Linked DNA regions of Zea mays: region 2 is linked to region 1. A link is a contact called in public Hi-C data. All regions are on one chromosome and are shown on one strand. The core of a region is the stretch at or near the end of the contact, and the rest is flanking DNA. Distances in the headings are between cores, read along the strand shown.

Region 1 (7,017 bases), core at 2,094-4,593:
AGTTGTGCCCTTGATCACTTCTTTTACCCACTCATGTTCTAATTAATCATAATGATCTGCATAGGTTAATTTTGATGGGACACAATAGGTCACCCTAGTTTGTTTATCCTGAATACCTTGTTTACCCCTGAATCACTTGGGTAGTTCTGCTACTGCTTTATATGGTTTTGGGTTAATATTTCATTATATCTATGTTCCAATTATGTTGTTATTTTATTTATGTTCATGACAAGATCATTAAATGTTAATTGGAACATAGAGCTTAACTTGAGAAACACGTGCCACCACAAGGGTTTATGGACGCCCTTGGCTGATTAATTAGGAAAGCTAGTGGAGGACTACCTTACCCGAAAGGGGCAAGGGCAGTAGGGGAGTGGTCAGTGTAGGGAGGCCCTCGGGAGGATTTTGCTGCGATGGCGGTCCTGCAAGGGATTCCTGCATTGGAGCTTCCCATAAACTGTAGCGGGTTTTCTGAAGCTAGTGGAACTTTGTAAAGGCCTCGTAGTGTTACCCTGCCTCGCCTCCTCGGTAGAGGTGTATGGGAAGTCGCGATCCCTTGGCAGATGGGTAACATGACTTGTGGGTAAAGGGTACCACCTCTGCAGAGTGTAAAACTGGTATACTAGCCGAGCTCACGGTCATGAGCAGCTCAGGACTCTCTGATGATTAAATTATGGAACTTAAATTCAATTTGTCATATGCATTGCATTGCAGGTGATGTTGTTACTTTGTTCTACTACTTAATTGGGTTGGTATTTACTTATACTTAGTAACTGCTAATAAAATTTTGACCAACTTTAAAAGCAATGCTCAGCTCTAACCATCCTCTTTGGTAAGCCTTACACTTCACGTATAAACATTGTTAGATTAATCATATAGCCACAGGAAACCTATTTAAAGACGTAAGCTTGTATAAATCTTGTGAGAACTTGCCTTGGTTCAAGTATAAATTCCACTCTGTTTGAGACGATGGAATATTTGTGGTACTGGAAAAATGGAAAATATAACATACTCACCAACTCCGAGGTTCTGTGCTCCCCCGGCCCCGCAGCAATCCAGCATAATATAATACTCTACTATATTCACGGGGGCAGTTTTGTTTCCCGGAGTATTTTATACGGAGTACGTTAAAAAGACAACATGAGGTTCTCTGATGGATGGGCGCGCACGGAAGAAAACCTATCCATCCTTATTGTTCCGCGTATGCCCGGCGCTGCGACTTGTCCCTTGCTCGCGAGTCGCGAGCGAGCGCGCGCTTCGCCTGCGATCCATCAGAAAGGCGCAGTCGGGGCAGGGCAGGGCAGGGCAATCATCAACATCTTCAGGTGGTTGCCAGCGTGGAGCCTATAAACAAAGGCCTCCGCCGGTCCGCCCCCTCCCCGGTCAGAGCTGAATCGAAGGCAATTTATACGCGCGCGCTCCGTCCGGCCGGTGCTTCCACCACCCTGCCATGCATGCATGCATTGACTGCACCTGGTCTGGTGACTACTGTAGATACACGTCCCAAGGCATAAATGCATTCATACATGTGCCCCCAGAGGGGAGTCAAGATGGACTGAAGACCCGATCGACAAGCTGTATCGGCCAGTAATAACCTCTGACCGTTTAACAGCGGTGACGCAGCATCCCAACTCTCGTACGTACAGTACAGTACAGGCGTCGGCCAGCATCATCATCACGCTCTGTGCAAGTCAGCGTGCGAGCCGTGGCCCGTACACTATACCAGTATTTTTAACCCCTACGGGACCGGCCTTGCGCGGTGGCCGGTGGTGTAGCGTACGCGAGGATGACGGTCGACAGGCAGGTAGGTTAGCAACGCCGTGCCGTCAGGTAACGTAATGGTGGCGCGCGCGAGCAACGAGTTCCCTGTGTGGGCACCGCACCGCACGGCACGCGGCGCCTCCGGACGGTCCGCCTCGCTGTCCCGCCCGGGCTGCCGGCCCCCGCGCCGACCGCGTCGCCATCGCAGGAGTGGGCCGCGGCTCGGCGGGCGCGCGACAGCAACGTGCCATCCCAGTTCGTCCGCCCGCACGGTGGTGTCCCACAACTAATAACCTAGCAAACGCAACGCACGTATTATACGGCCGGGGACGTACGGGGGCCGCCTAATTACTCGAGCGCGCGCACACACAGCCGCATGTGGCAGATCATCCCCTGTCGATCGCCGGCCGGCAGCCTCACCAACCCGTCATCCCCTGGTCTGATCGGAAGCTTTGTTGGCTACTAATGACAAAGTAATGAGCGGAGCGGATCACTACAAAAGCTAGCAAACAAATAAAAGAAGCAAACTGGAAGCAGTAGCGAGAGGCAGGCATGTTACTGCAATTGCGTCGGTCCGCGGGGCGCGCGGGGGACACTGGACGGAGATGGAACGAAGCTTTTGTACCAGTATATAGAAGTCGTCACAAAATCCTGCGATCGATGCTGTCCGGTATCGATGGGTCACTAGCTATAGATGACTGTACGCGCGCGATATTCTACTCAGGATCAGCTAGAGCAGGACTGACCGGGTCGAGCACTCGCTCGCTAGCTACTACGACGGCTAATATATAGCAACTAACCTAATGAACAAACAAACAAGGAAAGCTAATAGGCCAGTCGATCGCAGGCACCACTGCACCACCAGCTTCATAGGCCTGTGTAGACCTAGCTACTAGCTAGCTCTAGCTCAGCTAGTACGTACTTGTGCTGCGTGCACCACTCACGTGCGCCACCACCAAGCCCGGCCGGCCTTCAGTTGTGGATGGGAGGCTTTCGCGCGGCGGGCGAGTAGTCCATGCCGGCGATGTCCATGATGTCCGGGTACGTCTGCCGCTGCCGGGCCGCCACGCCCGGCGCCGCCGGGGAAGAAGAAGAATAAGAAGCCGCGGGCGCCGCCTCCGCTTCGTGACGCCGCACTTGCTGCGTGGCGGCCTCGCCGCCCACCGTTGTGCCGCGGTGATCGTTTCCCGTCGAGTCGCCCTGCGCATATATAAGTACATCGATACCCAAGAAGTAATTACTAAGTTGGTAGCTCCAGTGTAGAGTAATAAACACGCGTGGAAGTTGCCATGCACGAGTGACACACTCTGAGAATGTTCAGATGGCGGCGGCTGAAAACGCACACTGACCTGCTGCTGCTTCGCTTCCGCTGCTGCTTCAGCGTGCGCCAGTGCCTTTTCCGCCTTCGTTCCTGCATCAAAAGGCATCAAATAAACCACCTGTTAGATTAAAAAGTCGATGTACCTGTACTGTACTGATGCGAAGCTAAGGTAAAACAAAAAAAGAAAAGCTTCCCTAGCGTATCCCAACTTGATGCAACTGACTAATGCACACGGGACCACCAAACCGTTGCCGACCACTGACACGCTGATTTTTTTTTCTTCTACGTCTTGGCAGTGCCGACCTCTATGCTGGTATAGTGCCAGTGGTACCGTTACATAAAACATACTCCCTCCGTTTCTTTTTATTTGTCGCTGGATAGTGCAAAATTACACTATCCAGCGACAAATAAAAAGAAATGGAGGGAGTACTATCCGCCTCGCTGTCCCGCCCGGGCTGCCGGCCCCCGCGCCGACCGCGTCGCCATCGCAGGAGTGGGCCGCGGCTCGGCGGGCGCGCGACAGCTACGTGCCATCCCAGTTCGTATTATACGGCCGGGGACGTACGGGGGCCGCCTAATTACTCGAGCCGAGCGCGCGCACACACAGCCGCATGTGGCAGATCATTCCCTGTCGATCGCCGGCCGGCAGCCTCACCAACCCGGTCATCCCCTGGTCTGATCTGAGGCTCTGGCTACTTCCGACGAAGTAATGAGCGGAGCGGATCACTACAAAAGCTAGCAAACAAATAAAAGAACCAAAGTGGAAGCAGCAGTGATCAGAGGCAGGACGGCATGTTACTGCAGTTGCGTCGGTCCGCGGGGCGCGCGGGGGACACTGGACGGAGATGGAAAACACGCCAAGGGAAGCTTTTGTACTACCAGTATATAGAAGTCGTCACAAAATCCTGCGATCGATGCTGTCCGGTATCGATGGGTCACTAGCTATAGATGACTGTACGCGCGCGCTATTCTATTCAGGATCAGCTAGCAGGACTGACCGGGTCGAGCACTCGCTCGCTAGCTACCTGCTACTACGACAGCTAGCTAATAGCAACTAACCTAATGAACAAACAAACAAGGAAAGCTAATAGGCCAGTCCAGTCGATCGCAAGCACCACCAGCTTCATAGGCCTGTATAGAGCTAGCTACTAGCTCTAGCTCTAGCTAGTACTTGTGCTGCGTGCACCACTCACGTGCGCCACCACCAAGCCCGGCCGGCCTTCAGTTGTGGATGGGAGGCTTTCGCGCGGCGGGCGAGTAGTCCATGCCGGCGATGTCCATGATGTCCGGGTACGTCTGCCGCTGCCGGGCCGCCACGCCCGGCGCCTCCGGGGAAGAAGACGAATAAGAATCCGTGGGCGCCGCCGCCGCCTCCTCTTCGTGACGCCGCCCTTGCTGCGTGGCGGCCTCGCCGCCCACCGTTGTGCCGCGGTGATCGTTTCCCGTCGAGTCGCCCTGCGCATATATATAAGTACATTGATACCCAAGAAGTAATTAAGTTGGTAGCTCCAGTGTAGAGTAATAAACACGCGTGGAAGTTGCCATGCACGAGTGACACACTCTGAGAATGTTCAGATGGCGGCGGCGGCGGCGGCTGAAACTAAGTCCATGTTTGGTTTCAATTAGTCCTAGGACTAAACTTTAGTCTTAGGGTTAAACTTTAGTCCCTACATATTTGGTTCTAGAGACTAAATAGATTCTAAAGTCATTAAATACATTGTCAAAAACTCAAATACCCTTAGAATATACTCATAATATTAGTTATCTATAAAAAAGGTAAGAGCAACATGATAATTATGGGTTTTTAGTCTCTTTTAGCACCTATGTGAAGGACTAAAAACTAAATCATTTTAGTCCATATTTTAGTCTTAGTGTTTGGTAAAAAAGGGACTAAATGAGACTAAAAATTAGAGACTAATCTTTAGTCCCTCCAACCAAACGCCCCCTAAACCTAGCTACCCCGAAAACGCACACTGACCTGCTGCTGCTTCGCTTCCGCTGCTGCTTCAGCGTGCGCCAGTGCCTTTTCCGCCTTCGTTCCTGCATCAAAAGGCATCAAATAAACCACCTGTTAGATTAAAAAGTCGATGTACCTGTACTGTACTGATGCGAAGCTAACGTAAAACAAAAAAAAAGAAAAGCTTCCCTAGCGTATCCCAACTTGATGCAACTGACTAATGCACACGGGACCACCAAACCGTTGCCGACCACTGACACGCTGATTTTTTTTTTCTTCTACGTCTTGGCAGTGCCGACCTCTATGCTGGTACAGTGCCAGTGGTACCGTTACATAAAACATACTAGTCTCGCTCGCACGCGAACAAATGCATGCATCCACATAGAGAACATGGAGAAAAAGCAGTTGGAGCAGGAAAGACCGAAGCTGTGTGCAGAGCTAAAATGTGCTTAAATCGACTAGACTACAACTATAACAGAGATATTGTGACACGGTGCGGAACAGAACAATGCTAAGCATGAAGACAGAGAGAGACACGGAGAACAACAGCTACGGGTAGCCAAAGCTAATTGATCGGATGAAGAAAAAGGGTAGAGGCTGACGAGAAATGGTTTGCTCGGACAGCTCGACGATGATCCAGTGGTGCATGATTAGCCTCACTCATGTCCACTCGGCCCATATATAGTAATCCTCATGGTCATGGAACCTCGGCGCCGCGTGCGCACTGACCAATGACCATCACCTCGCTATCACTGGTAACAACGACAGGACTAAGCCGGGGGTCGTCATCTGCTTCGTCGTACCTGAGCAACGCCCGTCGCGAGTGCAGTGCTCCTTCACCGAGTCGCCAGCAGCAATGGACGACGCTTCGGCATCGCCGGTCCTCCTGGGATCGGCCATCTCCTGCTCATTGGCACGCGGAGAGAAGACAGCAGACTAGAATAATAAGCAAGACTGAAATCTGGTTTGATTCCACGCTGTGTAGGGATCGTAGAAGCGCTTCTTGTTGGATTGGATCACAGTCGTATAGCTCGTTATATATATACTGTACTGACCTTGCTGCTGTTGATTGCATCATGTAACTGCCTGTCCAGCCTGATTCCTGCTCGATCGGAGAATGAAACAGGGAGGAATATACATGGTCAGATCAGTCCCAGGACGGATACACATACTGATACACCTAACAAGGAGCACTAGTAGTGGTGGAGGAGATGGCTATGCCCTTAGCAAGCATACCATGTGCTCTTGTAGCCACCACCAGCAGCATGAGAAGAGCAGCAAAGGCCACGGCAGGAGCCCTCATCTTCATCGATCTCCTGCTGAATGTGTTTTTTTTTAAAGTATTGTCCTCCTGCCTAATGTGAAGTAGCTGGATCGAGCAGGAGTATGGAATGGGAGGAAGCAAAGCGGCAAGCAGGCTGAGGCCAAGTGACCTCAGTCGCCTGTATTTATATACAGGCACTGACACACTGGCAGTGGTGGAGCACTGACATGTCAAACTCTCCCTAATTAAGGGCAGCTTAAAAAAACAATCTAGGAAGTAGGAAGGCTGGAGCGTGGACAACTCTTAAAATCCAGCGATGTAGCGTGGCGGTATATTGTGAGTTTTGGTTGGGCGCCTATCACACTTTTTAAAGAAGGATATGTCCCCTCCGATCCAAAACTCGGCGCTTGTTTCGTTAGTTTTTATACAACTCACTCTGCTTGTCGTGATGCATGTCATGTATAAAACTACTCCTACCATGGAGCACTGCCCAGGTTGGTTGCCACTGATTGCAGCTACAAACTCAACTGCAGGAGCTGAGTCTTTGCAGCTTTGATGTACCTGTGACTACTGCACAGAAGCCCAAACTCCCCTGGTCTAGCTTCTGATTCCTGAATCTTTCTTTAGCAGAAGACGAGGTCAGATGATGGTCCCTGCTGCTTGAAAGTACAGTTGGATTCAGATGTGTTAGCACAGGTAATCCGGAAGCAGGTG
Region 2 (7,215 bases), core at 651-3,150, 150 kb before region 1:
GTGGTGGTGGGCCATCTGCTCTGATCGGCCGGTAGCAAACCATGTTCTACCATTACGCGGTCGAACGTGCTACCGCTGTACCACTACTGGGGCCAACTGCCTTGCGTGGCCTGTACTGTACTGTACTACGAACGCAGCATAACAGAGTAACAGACCAACAGAGGGCGCGCTGTACGTGTACTTGCCTGGACGACGGCAGCCAGGTACGTACGTCCTCTCGTGTACTGGGTGGGAGGGACCTGGCTCTACGATACCCAACTCGATTGTGCTACCAATTCACCACCACCCACCCACACCCACTCACCTTCGACGATCCGGAGAGCGCAGGGCTTGAGCGCCACGACCTCCACGCCGTCCTCCAGCCGGTGCCCGCGCGCCTGCAATGCAATTGCAACACGACCATACCGCGCAGCCAGAGAATTAGCCGTGCCTGCTGCTAGTACTGTAGGCAGTTGAGGGAACGAGAGTGCGAGAGGCGAGCATTATTACCACATGGGAGAGTGAATAGTTTGTCAGGTGGCACGTTTCCACGTTCGACCCCAGCAGCCTCCGCACGTCCAGCACACGGTCCGTCGATATCCCCTGCACAATCAATCAGTGCGCAGCAGCACAGCACAGTCACTCGTCTCTCTGATCAATCAGCTAGCGTTAACGCGCTCAATCAAGTGTGGGAGAAGAAGGATTAGGAAGGAATGCAACTGATGATACGGTGATGGCGCACAACACAACACATACCTTGAGTGTCACCTGGGATTCGTAGGGGGTGACGACCGTGACGTCCACCACGCTGGGCACCACTGCATGCAAAGGACAAGAAGCAAACCAAAGTTCTCAGTATCAACTATCAACCAGTGTTCTATAGGTGAGCGAAACGTACAGCTTCTCCCAGTCCCTGAAACCAGGTACGGCAGCGCAATTCACTCCGCCCTTGCAAACCGCATGACCCAACCAGACTGCCGGTAGTAGTACTAGCTGCTTAATACTGCTACCCTTCTGCATCTACCTCCTAACTGAATTCTGAACACGGGAATGAACGGGGGGCGCTCGTGAAGGAGCGGCCAAGGACAAGGAGTAGTAATAACCATGGATTGGGTGGCAACAACGCCAGCCAGGCTCGCTCCAAGGGGAAAGAGACAGGATCCTTCATCAGAGACGGACGAAATCCGCTGCTTGCAGTGATCGGTAGTAGCTAGGGAGGAAGGCAGCGTGTATAAAGAAACGAAGAACCTTCTTCTTTTCTTTTTTCCCCTTTCCATTCACATGCTAATTAAAAGCAGCCAAAACTACAATCATGCAAGTGCTACTGCGATCGGCAACACAGTGTCTGTCGTGTCCGTCCATCCATCCATGGTGTCAAGCAGAACAACAAGGGTTCTTCAGTCTTCACCATGCACGTACGTACGTGCGTGCATACAACGAGAAAGGAGGTGGAGACTGAGGAGGTAGTAGGTTGCGTAGGTGGTGCGCAGAACAACGCCCGTACCTTTCTCTTCCTTCTTCCTCCTGTCGCCGCCTCTGCCGCCGCCGCCCCTGCCCTTGCCACGCCCGGCCTTGGGGGCCATTATTGGCTGCCTGCCTAGCCGGTGCCTGCTGCCTCGCGCGCTCGACCAGCGACGGGCGGCCTTCGAGCGCGGCGCTGATGGAGCGCCGGAAGCCGCCGGCGCGAGGGTTTAAGCCGCCGCCGCAGTTCCCACCGCAGAGGAGAGGAGAGGAGAGGAGGAGGCGAGCGAGCGAGGAGAAGGAATGAGAACTTGAGGGGGCGCGCCGCGAGGGTGGAGACTGGAGAGGATATAGGATGTGAGGCTGGCCTGCGTGGGATCTCATCTCATCAGACCCACGGATTCCAGCGCCATCCTGGCCTCTCGTTCCGCCGCGCCGGTAGCGTCCGATGCGAGGCCCCACGTTGCCAGCCACCGCGACGGGGGAGGGGTGCTCGCATCGCATCGCAACCAGCGTGTGCGTACAATTACAAAACGCTGGGTAGCAGCAGCGGAAACGGAGACGGAAAGGAAAGAGGCAGGAGACGTGAGCGCGACAATGTCACGTCCGCGTCCAGGCGTGCGAGCACCGGGCCTGGGGGTTGCTCCGCTCGCGACGAACACGTACCAGTTGTCCTGTACTTGACGACAGCTCTCGCTCCGCGGCCGACTCGTGCACGTAAACGTGGCCGGGGGGCCGTGCAACTCGACGGACGGCCAGGACAAATTCAAGCGGGGCGGGCACGCCGGGCAGGGAGCCAGGCACAGGCACAGGCACAGCGCCACAGCTGTGTCCTGTGTGTTTGTGTGGCGGCGAGGAGGAGACGGTACGGTACGCGACACGGCCTCGAGGGGCCGGTGGCTGTCGCGAGCCTGGTGCGTGCACGCACGGCCAGCGGGCCAGGCCAGGCCGCTGGGGCCGTTTTAAGGCTACTTTGGCACTTTATACCCTAGATTGGATTTTAGTTTTTCTTCCGTGGCAGTAAACTCTAGTAAAAATTATCGTCTTGTTATGCATGTCTCATTGATATACAGAACGAGGCTACTTATAGTTAACTGGATGGGATATGTGGTTCCAAGTACCATTATAACCCGGTTATCTGCTACATTACAAAAATATTCGCCAAAACCGGATCATTACAGCGCGGCAAGGTACAATGATCTAAACATACCCTCAAAGACTACCCCTCAAAGGGCTTACAAGTGGGGCCTGGGCCACATCAGTCTGAGTCTGTTACAAGGAAACAAACTAATACTGTAAGGCGCTACTGTTGAGAGCCTTCGTATTTCGAAGATCCTAAAAAACGCTAATAATCATTGTTTCTCTATGCATCGCACATGTGCATGTGCTTCGTTATCAGTCACCTTCGAAATAAGCCAAGAAAAAAACGAAGGCATTGGCTTCGTCATAACTATACGGCGGACGAAGGCAGAAGACAAATAAGGCCGGAAGAATGTATTCACAAGATTCTTTAGCCAAGACGATAAAGATAGGAGACAATACCACCATTGTGTTATTTTTGTAAACCATATGTACAAGTTTTGTGGACATATTTTTAATTTCATGTGAAGTTGTACTTTTGCCATATAAATAGATGAACAATACCATATATAAAAACACCTTTAGCTGGGTGCAACAACTTCACATAGGTTCAATCTTCGAAACATCTTCATGCTATCTTACATCAAGAAGCCGGAGATATAATTGTATATCCTTTTTTTACCCGTCGTCATATATACAAGAGCAAGGGCGGATGCAAGGGGTGGGCAAGGTGGGCCATGGCTCCACCTCAAATTTTTTAACCCCTTATACCTAGGTCTAGGTACACAACAAAATAAAGAAACTTTTGTATATTTAACTTGGACAAATCTAATAAAAACTATATTTTGATCTATTTTTCTTTCGACATTTCACTGCTCAGTCCACTCTTCACCTGAGCCATTTGATTCTCTTCCCTAACGCAAGCTCACTCGATTCTTCGGTCATCGACTGACCATTAAGTTTTGCCTCCTATAGTCCGCATCAGCAGATGAGCAAGCTGTTGGTGGGATCGTGGTGTCACCTGTCTCTCGCTAACTCATTAGGATCTCTCCGCGCCGTCGCAACACGACAATGGCTGTCGCTTGGTGTCACCGTCATCTATCGCTGCCTCGCCTACTGCACTCGCTCCTCCCACCTATCGTTGTCTCACCAATGTCATCTCACGACAAATTTGATGACTCTCCAGAATGACGCGTCGATGCGGCTGCTTCGCCCTAGTGCCTCGTCCTTAGTCAGTCCACCTATTTTCTCTCTCTAGCTCTACTTTAGGTAGCCAACAAGTTTTTTTGTATTCATATCATTTTTGGAAATACCAGATATTATTATTTAGCATTCATGTTATTATTATTAATCTACATTTATGGTCTAGTCTGATAATTTGTCTCATGTACTGTCGGCCCCACCTAGAATTTTGTTCTGCGTCCGGCCACTGTACAAAGAGCGCCATTTGTTTTTTTGTTCGTTGAAATCGTCGTGGAATGCTAAGATAAAAATGGAATGCTAAGGCACTTGAGATATTTATCATATTTAACTTCAGTACATTTTTTGTACCCATCGTCATATTCTTGTGTAATCCAGTCAATTATATTATACTCTTAGTCCTTCAGAGGTTGTCCTAAAGAAAGAACACTTCAAGAACGAAGAATATTAATTTTTAATATTGTCTTGTTTTTTTATTGTATATAGTAATTAAAAACAAATGACCAAGAGACGGTTACTGTATGATTGTGCAGTGTCGATGTAGCGCGTTACTGTATGATTGTGGACCGTAATTTTGTCGCCAGCCAGCAAATGACCAAGAGATTGGGTTATTTTTAGACGGCAACGAGGAAGGAAGCGTCCAGCCGATGCCCTGCACGGTCTGTTCATGCGGCAGTAGTACCACAGTGATGGGTCACAGTCTCTCTCACAGACATGCATGGACGACGCATGGCGTGAGCTAATGTCGGGAATAATATGTGTCTGTGGCATTTGCGTCGTCAGCAATTTGCACGGCTCTTTATTTATCCGCGGAAGCAGGCCATGTTACTTCCAGTCCGTTATATATATTTTCAAAGCATCTCCAACACCTTCTAAAAATATCTGTATCAATGTATAAGAATTAGAAGCCCCCCAGCACCCTAAAACTTAAATTCATGGAAAAATTATCAATACTGCAATGACTCCTTTAAAAAACTAAAATGAACTTTATTATTGGGGCCCACTCGAATACGCATGAGAGCTACGTATCATTATATTAAAAAAAATAGTCAAGACCGAAACGGTCATTACAGAAAATCAAGCCTCGGGGGGCCAGATACAAGTATACACAAAGAGATCTATAATTCTAAACTATGATAAGATCAACTATATGCCCAAATCTTCCAGAGGCTTAGAAACACCGGCCAAACACAATAGACTATCATCATCCTTGATGTCTTGCAAGATTTATTGGGTGAAACACCATCAAAGACAGAAGCATTTTGGTGCTTCCGGATCCACCGGGCCACCAATCCTGGAAACCGGAGGAATCTGGGTCAGGACCTAAGGCCTGCAGGTCGACCATAGAGAGGACCCCCAAACCAAATTTCTGTGGCAAAGACACACTGGATCAGAATAGAATATGCTGTCGAACTGTCTTCTTGCTCCTGCCATCTATCTTTCGTACCTCTCTGACCCTGAGACGCCGATCTGAATCGCATCGGCTATCAGTCTCTCTTTTTTTAAAGAAAGAGTCGGGAGGGGCTAGGGCGCCCCATACTGTCTGCGTGCGCAAAAATCATACAAAAAAAGGGGGTAAAAGCCCTTAACTTTTTCTTTTGAAAGTTTAAAGGTATCAGCTTTTGCGACATGCTAGAAATAGAAGCTTGCGGATAGCCTCGGCAAGTAAAAAAAAAAGCAATAGATCCTGGAATAAACAAAGGAGGAGGAGAAGCTAGCAAGAGATCCTGCAGCTTTGTACTTTGCCCGTCCCGCTGTCCGGCTGCTCAGTAATGTATATAGTTTACCTCCCAGAAACACAATTTATTTTTCTAGTGCGGAGACGCGTGCCCGCCGCCGGTGCCCATTCCAGTTCCAGGGGCGACGCCAGGGAGGGAGGGGCAGAGAGGGCAATGGCCTTCTAATTCTCCCCTAAGATCCACTAATTTTGTTAGTTAATCACTATGAAAATACTCTTTAGTAAAGCCTCCCTCAATCTGATTGACTCAAACTCTGGCTTTGCCCGCTTCGTTTGGCGCGGGCCGCGGGCGGGTGGAGCAAAGCAAGCGAAGGGGTGCCTGCCGATGCCGATCCCTCGCGCGGCGCGGAGGCGGAGCCCTGGGCGTTTTTGTCCCGGTCGATGGCGTCAAAAGCTCCGAGCGAATCCAGCCGAAGAAGGAAACCCTGGGATGCTCGCGTGCCTGCGTCCAGCTCCAAATGTGAGAGAGAATCTTTCGCGCGCTCTGGGGAGTGGGGCCTTTGCCTGCTAGTGCTAGCTGCAGCCGCCACATGTCCGGAACTGATGGGATGGATTCGGGTTTGTTTGGTGCGACGAGGCACGCGTGCTGCGCTAAGGGATGGGACGAATTGCACGGCTGCTTTCTTTGCTGCAATGCAATTGCAAGCAATGGGGGTCTCAGAAAACAACGGATATTTAATTTTGTAGCCACTCTCTCAGATTGGCCAAATACCGCTGAAATCTCAAGCGACCGCCTCTCCGTTCCTCCCTTTCCTCACTGTAGTAGCACTTTGTACGCTGCTCGTGGAACTCAAGTGTGCATGCTGTTTTCCTCGGGGTCTCATGTCACGATCTAGCAGTTGTGGAAAGCAACCCCAGTCGCAGCATCACCACAATCTAATCTATCTAATACAGATACAGTTAAAACCACGGGCCGGCTGCGTACGACAGCAACACCACGGGGCATCTGCGCGCGTACGTACACGTTAAACCACGGCGACCTTGATGGGATTTGGAGACCCCCCGATCCATTTCCCATACTACTTGCCGTTGTTCTCTGGAAGGATCTGGAGCCTCACCCTTCATTGCCAAAATGGACAGGGGAGCAGCTCGAGGTGCACCTGTTTTAATCACGTACGCCATGAGGAAAACATTATTACGGACCTCTACGATAACACTCCCCGACTGATGATAGCTAGCAAGGCACGGTAAAGCTTGTCTTTCAAAAAGAAGCAAAAAAGAAATAAGACAGTTTCCTAGGGCCAGGGAAAAAGAAAAGCGAGCATTGCTGCTTTCGTGAAAAAATCAGGCTCACCAGACCACCTGACCCCAGATACTTTCATGCATGTCCCTTCGAATCTCCGCATCCTTTACAATTTTTAACCAGACATCCTTCGCTTTTTCCTGGTTGTAGATCCCTCAGCACACCCAATCAATTCGGATTTCTTGAATGCGCGTCGTCGTCATCATAAACAAGCACACGGCTCACAAACAAGCAACGAAACTTAACAATTGTTCTACTTCTCTCTTCACTTCGTCTGGTTTATTTGCCTATCAGGTCTTTGATTGTCAAATCTCTTGCCTGCACAAGCTTGGTTTCCAAGGTACCAACAGGCTTCAGTTCCAGATCACTGTATATATAATCAGTTACGTTTTTTTTCTCCCTATGTGATTTAACAATACAGGCTAGAATAACATTAGTGTCCACAAATCAAATCACGCTGTAGTCTCCAGGCATAACATGAATGGCTTTCCTTACTGGCCGTGTTATTGAATCT

Evidence for each region. A called contact is a pair of places that touch in the nucleus more often than the background predicts.
Region 2: a contact with region 1 is called in a Hi-C map of leaf, with 4 times the contacts expected there. The contact joins the promoter of LOC103642120 here to the promoter of LOC103642116 in region 1. A contact is called at or near these places in 2 of 25 Hi-C or Micro-C datasets (leaf and tassel).

Annotation. Positions count from the first base shown.
Region 1 is chr10:147,187,501-147,194,517 of Zm-B73-REFERENCE-NAM-5.0, reverse strand. It overlaps LOC103642116, which reads right to left and starts at 3,343. Exons shown (of 2, transcript XM_008665430.3): 1 at 3,111-3,343; 2 at 2,364-2,961. The coding sequence starts at 3,188. The coding sequence ends at 2,734. It overlaps LOC103642115, which reads right to left and starts at 6,558. Exons shown (of 5, transcript XM_008665428.3): 1 at 6,276-6,558; 2 at 6,095-6,141; 3 at 5,843-5,942; 4 at 5,061-5,122; 5 at 3,929-4,537. The coding sequence starts at 6,348. The coding sequence ends at 4,304.
Region 2 is chr10:147,332,867-147,340,081 of Zm-B73-REFERENCE-NAM-5.0, reverse strand. LOC103642120 (protein TSS) reads right to left here and starts at 1,900. Exons shown (of 23, transcript XM_008665434.3): 1 at 1,484-1,900; 2 at 736-797; 3 at 490-582; 4 at 305-377. The coding sequence starts at 1,562.